Regions from separate parts of the Sus scrofa genome. Here region 2 is linked to region 1. The links are chromatin contacts, called in public Hi-C maps. All regions are on one chromosome and are shown on one strand. The core of a region is the stretch at or near the end of the contact, and the rest is flanking DNA. Distances in the headings are between cores, read along the strand shown. Region 1 holds the start of RPL13A (ribosomal protein L13a). Region 2 holds the start of SCAF1 (splicing factor, arginine/serine-rich 19).

What was found. A called contact is a pair of places that touch in the nucleus more often than the background predicts.
Region 2: a Hi-C map of liver shows a contact between it and region 1, with 5 times the contacts expected there. The contact joins the promoter of SCAF1 here to the promoter of RPL13A in region 1. A contact is called at or near these places in 1 of 5 promoter capture datasets (fetal skeletal muscle), 5 of 47 Hi-C or Micro-C datasets (embryonic fibroblasts, heart right ventricle, liver and 1 more) and 2 of 2 datasets of contacts at active chromatin or transcription factors (alveolar macrophages and skeletal muscle).

What each region holds. Positions count from the first base shown.
Region 1 is chr6:54,562,484-54,566,440 of Sscrofa11.1, reverse strand. It overlaps RPL13A (ribosomal protein L13a), which reads right to left and starts at 1,648. Exons shown (of 8, transcript NM_001244069.1): 1 at 1,609-1,648; 2 at 31-103. The coding sequence starts at 1,623.
Region 2 is chr6:54,683,771-54,687,462 of Sscrofa11.1, reverse strand. SCAF1 (splicing factor, arginine/serine-rich 19) reads right to left here and starts at 2,126. Exons shown (of 12, transcript XM_003127346.5): 1 at 1,695-2,126. The coding sequence starts at 1,751. It overlaps RRAS (ras-related protein R-Ras), which reads left to right and starts at 2,749. Exons shown (of 6, transcript XM_003355998.3): 1 at 2,749-2,939. The coding sequence starts at 2,787.

The DNA.
Region 1 (3,957 bases), core at 399-2,898:
AGGGGAGCTGTGGACCAAGGGCAGACTTACCCAGAAGTACCTGCTTGGCCACAATGGCCGCCAGGCGGCCCAGGAGATGGCCTCGGCCATCGAGCACCAGCACCTGCTGGAGATAGGATGAGAGGGCTCAGAGGCGCCCACAGCCTGCCTTGACACCCCCACCTCCATCATTCCTTCCTACGTGTTCATTTCACCCGCTTCCCAGGGTGCCTGCTAAGCTGGCATGAGACCCAAGGTTCCCTTTACAGATGAGGCCAAGAAGGTCAACAACTAACTCAGGATCCTGGTGAGTGAGCTAAGATACCAAAGAGTTCCCCTCCAGCTTGCTCAATTGGCAGGAATTTCTGTACTCAGATTACGTTTGATGGTAAAAGAAACTACAATGCGAACCAACCGTGGCCACACTGAGCATCCAGGGAGAACGTGGGACCTGGATGCAAGCTGTAAAATCTTGACAGAATCCCATCCCGTCCCTATCTCAAAGGGTTGCTGCATGAATGTCAAAGCGAAGAAAACCAAGGTTCAGGGTGGGTGATGCGAGACAAAAAAACCCATGCTGGCCCTGTGTCTCCGAGTGTGAACTGGTCAACTGCTTAATCCATGGCTTGTCAAGAGTCAAAGTCCCCGTATCAGGTGCTTGCTATACAAGTTGGGATTGTTGAAAAGCAGCGTAAAAGGCTACCGACGCTAAAGCCAGATTCCCTGCCAATGTGACTTTGATCAATCAGAACCCTCCAATCTCCAATACCAGCCTCAGGAACACTGCGATAAATTAAACGAATTACACAAAACATAACGCAAGCTGTGCCAGACACCGTAAAAGCCGGGACGCATGTTCTGAGAACCCTATCATATGCCTGGCTCCAAACTTGGTTTTCCCTCCCTAACCATAGACCCATCACGTGCAGACCCCCTCCAGAACCATCCTCCTTTTATTATCCAAGAAGTCACACAAAGAAATCAGGCAGTCAGAGCACGGCTGCTGCTGCCTTCCTTGAGGGCCTCCAGGTGCTTAAGGGCAAAAGATGTGGAGAGCGGTAGAACATTCCATCCCAGTCCTCAGCACCAGCAGGACTCCATCAACCCCGAAGCAGAGGGACAAAAACCAGTTGGCTCCCGCATGCCCTGTAGGCAGTTTTCTCAATCCACTGCAAAAGATTTCCTGCCAAAATACCCACAGTTGGGGAAGAACCCAGGAGGCCGAAGGAACCCACGGCTCTGGCCGGGCCTAAGTACCCTCCATTTTGGCCAATCCTCTGCCGCCGCGGGGCGGCCTTCCGCGTGCTTCCCCAGCGCTGGGGACACAAGGGTCTACTTGGGCCAAGAACAAGGTAAACGAGACCTAGTTTTTAAGTATCCTTTCTTGTGCTGAAGGCCCTAACACGGCTCCTCAAGGGAAGAACGACGCCGCATCCTGGCCAGCCCAGAACGCAAAAGCCATCTTAAATAGCCGTTTTGGACTCCTCTTACCCTAATGGCTTTCTGTTTTGGTCAGTTATCGATCCTAAATTCCTTCCACAGCACACTTGCGGGGGAAAAGAGGTCCAACCTCGGCCCGACCTGCACGACCCCGACCCCACGCCGCCCCAGCCCGCGCGGAGCCGATACCTGCCCCTCCGCCATCTTCGGCAGCTGCCTGGGAAAGAAGGAACTCTTGGCGCAGGGTTTCTTATCCCTTGAAACAGGGGCGGAAGAAGTGACGCAACAAAGGCCGTTTCCCGTCTTTTCATTGGCCAGAGTGTCGAGCGCGTGCGCAGAAAGGCCCCACTGCAAGGCGGGTCTTCTTCTGGCTGACCAATCAGTGTCGTTCCCATCCGACCTGGGCGTCCACGGCTATACCGGGAGAGATCGCATTGGGGTAGGGGGCGGCCCTGCTGGGGCGGGGCCCTCCAGCCTCCGCCCCGGTATTTCTGAGGGGCTAGCAATCCTCGCGCGAGCTGCCCGCGGGGTTTGCAGAAAGCGGGGTGGGCCCAGGGCTGGAGGCGAGCGCCGGGAAGGCGGGAGGAGAGAGGCAGTTACTCCCTAGAGCAATGACTGGCTGCTGGGCGCGTGGTGGCAGCTCTCAGTCTAGGCTTAGAGATCTGGATTCCGGTGCCTGTTTGGCTTCCTTGCGACCTGGCCAAATCCCTGGCCGTATCTGGGCCTCAGCGTCCCCATGTGTCAAGCAGATGGAGCTAATCTTCCCGATGAGGTCTCATGTTTGAAGGCATGACTTCTGGATGCCTGAGTGCCCCACAATGAGCTTCGGACTCTCTGGACAAAGCTTTTGCTTTGGCTGTGCCACTCGGCTGGGATGGCCTCCCCTCCACCCCACCTTCTAAGATGCGGCCTGAGTTCTTTGCTCCAGAGAGCCTCCATGATAGCTCAGGCTGGCTCAGGTCCCTTCTCTGGGCTCCCACAGTTGCCTATACCGCTTCCATTAGAGCGTGTGTAATCCTGTACTCAGGGCCCTCTGTGTCCCTGTCCTCTCCAGGGACCAGGAACCCTGAGAGGGCTGGTCCCAACCTCTGGGCCCCCAGGAACCTCAGAAAGTAGGTCCTGAATGAAACGTTGCCTTAACTGCAAAACCAACACCCAAACCCAAACTGCGCCATCCACACCCTGTCCCCTCACAGACAGGCCAGGCTAGAGCTGGCAGAAAAGAATGATTTATATACAGTTTCCTGGGGCTAAGGGCTTTGTACAGAGGGGGGAAGGTGGGGCCGGGGTCGGGTGCTGGCGTTGCCTCCATCCTGGGGAGACAGTAACAGGGGCAGCGTGGCCAAGGAAGGGACCAGTCTCTAACTGATTTCCTCCAAGTTCCGCTCTGTGTCCTCTGGCAGGTGACTCCTCTCTCTGGGCCTCGGCGTCTTCCTCTGTAAAACGGGATGGTAGATGACTCGTGGGCTGTCTGAGGCTCCACGGTCAGAGGAGAAGAAGGCCCATGCTCAGGGCTCAGCACAGACTCGGGGCCCCAAACAGCTCCATTCACAGTGAGCTCTCACTGTGTGTTGCGGCAGCCCTGTCCAAGAGGACTCTCTGCAATGGTGGAAGCATTTTAGTTCTGTGCTCTCCAGTACGGCCATGGTACTGACCTCATGTGAATGCTGGGGACACCTCAAAAAGAAAAAAAAAAAAATTCCCTTGTGCATGGCACATTGGGTTAAGGGTCTGGGGCTGTCACTGCTGTGGTGCCGGTTCAATCCCTGGCCCAGGAATTTCTGCATGCCACGGGTGCAGCCAAAAAAATAAAGAAAACTTTATCTTTACTTTTAAAAATATGTGGCTACTAGAAAATCGAAAGTCACACGTGTGGAGGAGCTCCTGTTGTGGTGCAGTGGGTTAAGAACCCGACTAGTATCCATGAAGATGTGAGTTTGATCTCTGGCCATGCTCAGTGGGTTAAGATCTGGCGTTGCCGTGGCTGTGGTTAGGCCAGCAGCTCTGATTGGACCCCTAGCCTGGGAACTTCCATATGCTGAAGGCAAGGCCTTAAAAGGAAAAAAAAAAAAAAAATCATATGGGTGGGAAGTTCTCTTGCGGTGCAGCAGGCAAAGGATCCACTGGTGTCACAGCAGTGGCTCAGGTGGCTGCTGTGGCGCAGGTTTCATCCTGGGCCCAGGAACATCCACGTGCCATGGAATCCTACACCCGTGACTTGTGTTCTATTTCTGGTGACTTCACTTCCATGGTAGGATTATTTTGAGAGTCTTTTGTAGGGTAAGGAAGCTGAGGCAGAAGAGTGACAAGGCACTGATGCTGGAATCAGAAGGCCCAGAGTCAAACCTTGGCCATGAGTTCTGTGACTTTTGGCAAAGGATTTACTTACTATCTGGGCCTTGGTTTTAGCCTCTGTGAAATGGGCATAATAATGGCACCAGCTTTTCAATTAAGTGAGTTCATTTTTAGAAAGCTCCAGTAAAAGGCCTGAGGCACTGGGACACTCAATGTGCCCCAAAGTATTTTTTTTTTGTTTGT
Region 2 (3,692 bases), core at 877-3,376, 120 kb before region 1:
AGTATTAGTTTAACACATAGGACGGTGTATGTTGGGTCTCAGTGTACAAATGCATTTCTCACTGTGGATCAAGGTCAAAAGCGTTTCAAAAGCACTGGCGTGAGACGAAGTCTAGATGATCCTCTAGACTTTCCCAGACCAAGGTGGACTAACTCTCTCTGAAGCCCCAAGGCCACCCCGAATTTTTTAACATTTTGCATTTGAATTACTTTCTAAAGGGCAAGTATATTTGAGCTGGGCAAAATTTCCAATACGTTCCTTTGTCTTACTCTCCTGGCCGATTATCTGGCCCCCAAAGGCATTCGAATTTGCTCCAGGCATAGAGCCTGCACTCTTGCAGTCACACTCAAAGCCACCTAGATGGTTCCAGGTCCTTCTAACTGTCCCCAGTCTCCTGTCACCCAGATTAGACACTCCCCAGACAGTTGGAGACCCATCCAAGCCTCCCAGCACATCTCAGTATTTGCTTCCTTCCCTTAGTGGGTACATCCCACTCCTCTGAATGGCTATAAAAGACTTCCTTGCGCTGGAACTGTTCTTCCATGGCCTGGCTAAATGGCCCTAGACCCATGTAGGTGAGCCGCATTCTCAGGTCAGCCCATGTACACACTGCTCAGCCCTAGGAGATATACCCCAGCCATAGGTGGCTCTGCAGATACTCCCCAGCTCCTGCAGACCTCCTTCACCCCTGGGACATATCTCAAGATCTCAAGATGGCCCCAGAACCCTCCAAACAGACTCTAGCCTCGGGTCAGCCTATAAAGACATTCAACAGTGCCTACAGAAATGACCCAAGCCAGCTATATGACGGAGGGCAGGCTTCAGTCTCGGTCCAGGTCCTGTGGACGCCCCTAGTCCTCTAGGAGACGCCCGGTCCATGCCCCCCGGCACCCCAGACCCGTCCCGGGGCCTCGAGAAGGCCCCCCGCTCGGCGCCAGGCTCCGCCGCCGCTACCGGGCCCAAGGCCGACCCGCTAAGCCCTCCAGGCCCCGCGGCGTGTCGGGAGGACCCCGGGACAAGTAGCGACCCGACTCCGCCCCGCCCACCCCGATAGGCCCGAGCCCCGCCGCTCGGACCGCCGCCGCCATCTTACCCCGCCGCTCGGGCTGCGGCTCCGGCCCCGGCGCGGGGCGGGGCGGGCTGGGGCGGGGCTCGCGAGCAAAGGGAGGAGAAAGGAGGAGCTAAAACGCCGCCGAGCTTGCCGGGACTTCAAGTACCGAGCACCGTGCCGTGAAGGCTGGTGGGAAGGCTTCGGACTCAGTTTCCCAGCAGTCAACGGGGCAGATGGGCCGGGTGCGCGCGACGTACGCCGGGAGACGTAGTCCGCGCGTCGCCTCCGCCGCGCGGGGACTGCGAGGGGATGAGGGGTGAAGTGGGCGGGGTTGCGGTAGCGCGCGATTAAGCCCCATAGTGCCCTGCACGCGCGCGGAAAGAGCAGCGGAAAAGGAAGTGCCGTAAAGAGCGCTCAGCCTGACAGGTGCAAGGGAGTTGTAGTTCCGCGGAGTGAGCCGTGGGGGGGGGGGAAGCAGGACTGGCTGGAAGTTGCCCCGCCCACATTCTGGGGATCCCAGAATCCTGATGCCCAAGTTCTCTCTAAATTTAGAACCAAGAAGCCCGGCCCTACAGCTTCCTCCTCATTTACAACAGAAAAATCCAAATCCGATTCCTCTCAGAGCCGAGGGGTCCGGACTCACATTTCCCTCAGAAGTCCGAGCCCTCCTTCCTCTTAGATCCAGGAGTCGGGCCTTCATGCCTCCCTCAGACCATTCCTGGTCTCAAACGCCTTACGCGAACACAGGGGTTCGGGTACCCCATTCCAATTCCCTCGGATCCAGAATATTGGGTCCCCCCGCTCCTTCAGCCCTCGGACCGATGAGTCCGGGCCCTCAGCAATCTAGAAGCAAGGACCTCCAGAACTCCTCCTTCCAGGACCCAGGAGTCCAAACCTCCAGTCACAATCTCTCCTTGCGACCCAGGGGTCTGGGTCCTGGGCTTTCTCCTCCTTCAAGACTCGGAAATCCTGACCCTAGACCCTTCATAACCCAGGCGTCCCCGCTTGGGCGAGCTGGCTCATGAATTAGGAATGCAGTGATCTCACGGCCCCTCCCTTCCCGGTTACCCGCTGGCCCCCCTCCAGGGCCCCATCTCCCCTCCCAGTCTGTCTTCCGCTAGGCTGGGACAGCGGGAACCGGAAGCCTGGGTCCCGTAGCGGGCGGAGCCTCCATCACCCAACCCAGATGCCAGAGTCGGGAGCTTGGCTTGGGTCCCAGGACAGAGGTTAATTTCCCCTCAGGACTCGCTCCTTCCTCAGAGCGCGCCTATATACGGCCGCGTGCGCAAGACTCAAGCCCCGCCTACTAGAACAAGGCCTCGGGGACGGTACCCTGAGAAGCTAGCTGCAACACAGGGTTTCTCATTTACATAGTCCCACCCCGAACGATTTTCCGGACCCGTCTACGAAGAGAATAAGAACTCTTATTAGCATGGCTCCGCCCCCCCGGCCCGCCAGCCGAGAGCGCGTGGCGCTGCTCGGGGTGAGCACAGTTCTCTCATTAGCATGTTCCCGCCCCATTCGGAATTCCCCTTCTCAGCGACAGCCGTACTCCTATCCGTATTAGCATAGCTCCTCCTTTTCCCAGGTCTTGCCTGCCTCTAAGTGTCCCAAGTAAGGAGCCCTTCTTGCTGGAGCTCATGTTTATGCAGTACCCTTATTAACGTGGTCCGCCCCTAGGCCCCGCCCGGTCCCCCCCCCCGCCCCAGGCGGTAGCGGCGGCAGCGGCAGCGACATGAGCAGCGGGGCGGCGTCCGGGACAGGGCGGGGGCGGCCCCGGGGCGGGGGGCCGGGACCCGGGGACCCCCCACCCAGCGAGACACACAAGCTGGTGGTCGTGGGCGGCGGCGGCGTGGGCAAGAGCGCGCTGACCATCCAGTTCATCCAGGTAGTGGACCTTCACCCCGGGGGGTGCCCCCGGGACCCACCCAGACCTGAGCCCTTGGCGGGATCCCCAAGACTCCGGCTTCCCCTCCATCCATCACTGAGACCCTCTTATGAGGCTTTCTAATCTTAAAAATGTCCCCTCAGATGTGACCCTGAGCCCCTCAGGGCCTCCACCCCCTACATGAGGGACCTTCCTCCTGTCCTTGTATCCTGAGACCCACCACCCCTACCCCAAGTATCCAAAGCCCCGCTCCTCTGCTGACCTGACCCTGGATGCCTCCTGGGAGCACCCTAAATCCAGAAGAGTCAACCCATTTAGACCCTAAGCATTCTCATGGGCCCCCACCCCGCTCGGGGCCACCTCCTCGCACCCTGAGCCCTACCTCTCCCAAATCCCTGACCTCAGCTTCCCCTCTGAGCCGCTCAGTAACTGGGAGAATGCCCTTGACATTACCCCAACCTGGCTGTTTAGCCCCTTCAGAGACCTCCACCAGAAAGTAGAAATTATGCCCAGACTTGGCCCCTGAGATCCATCTAGGACTCCATCCCACCCCTGTCCTCAGGGAGACCCCCTCAGACCCAAGAGACTGCAAAAAGATCCTGCCCCTTGGCCATTCCCACTAAGACTCCAAGTTCTGGGGATCCCCCATCCCACCAGATCCAGACCCCTACCCTTCCTCAAGGAAAACCATCCACTCCTCCGTCGTGAGTTTTCCTCCACTCTGATCTCCTGAGCCCCTCTCAGAAATTCTGG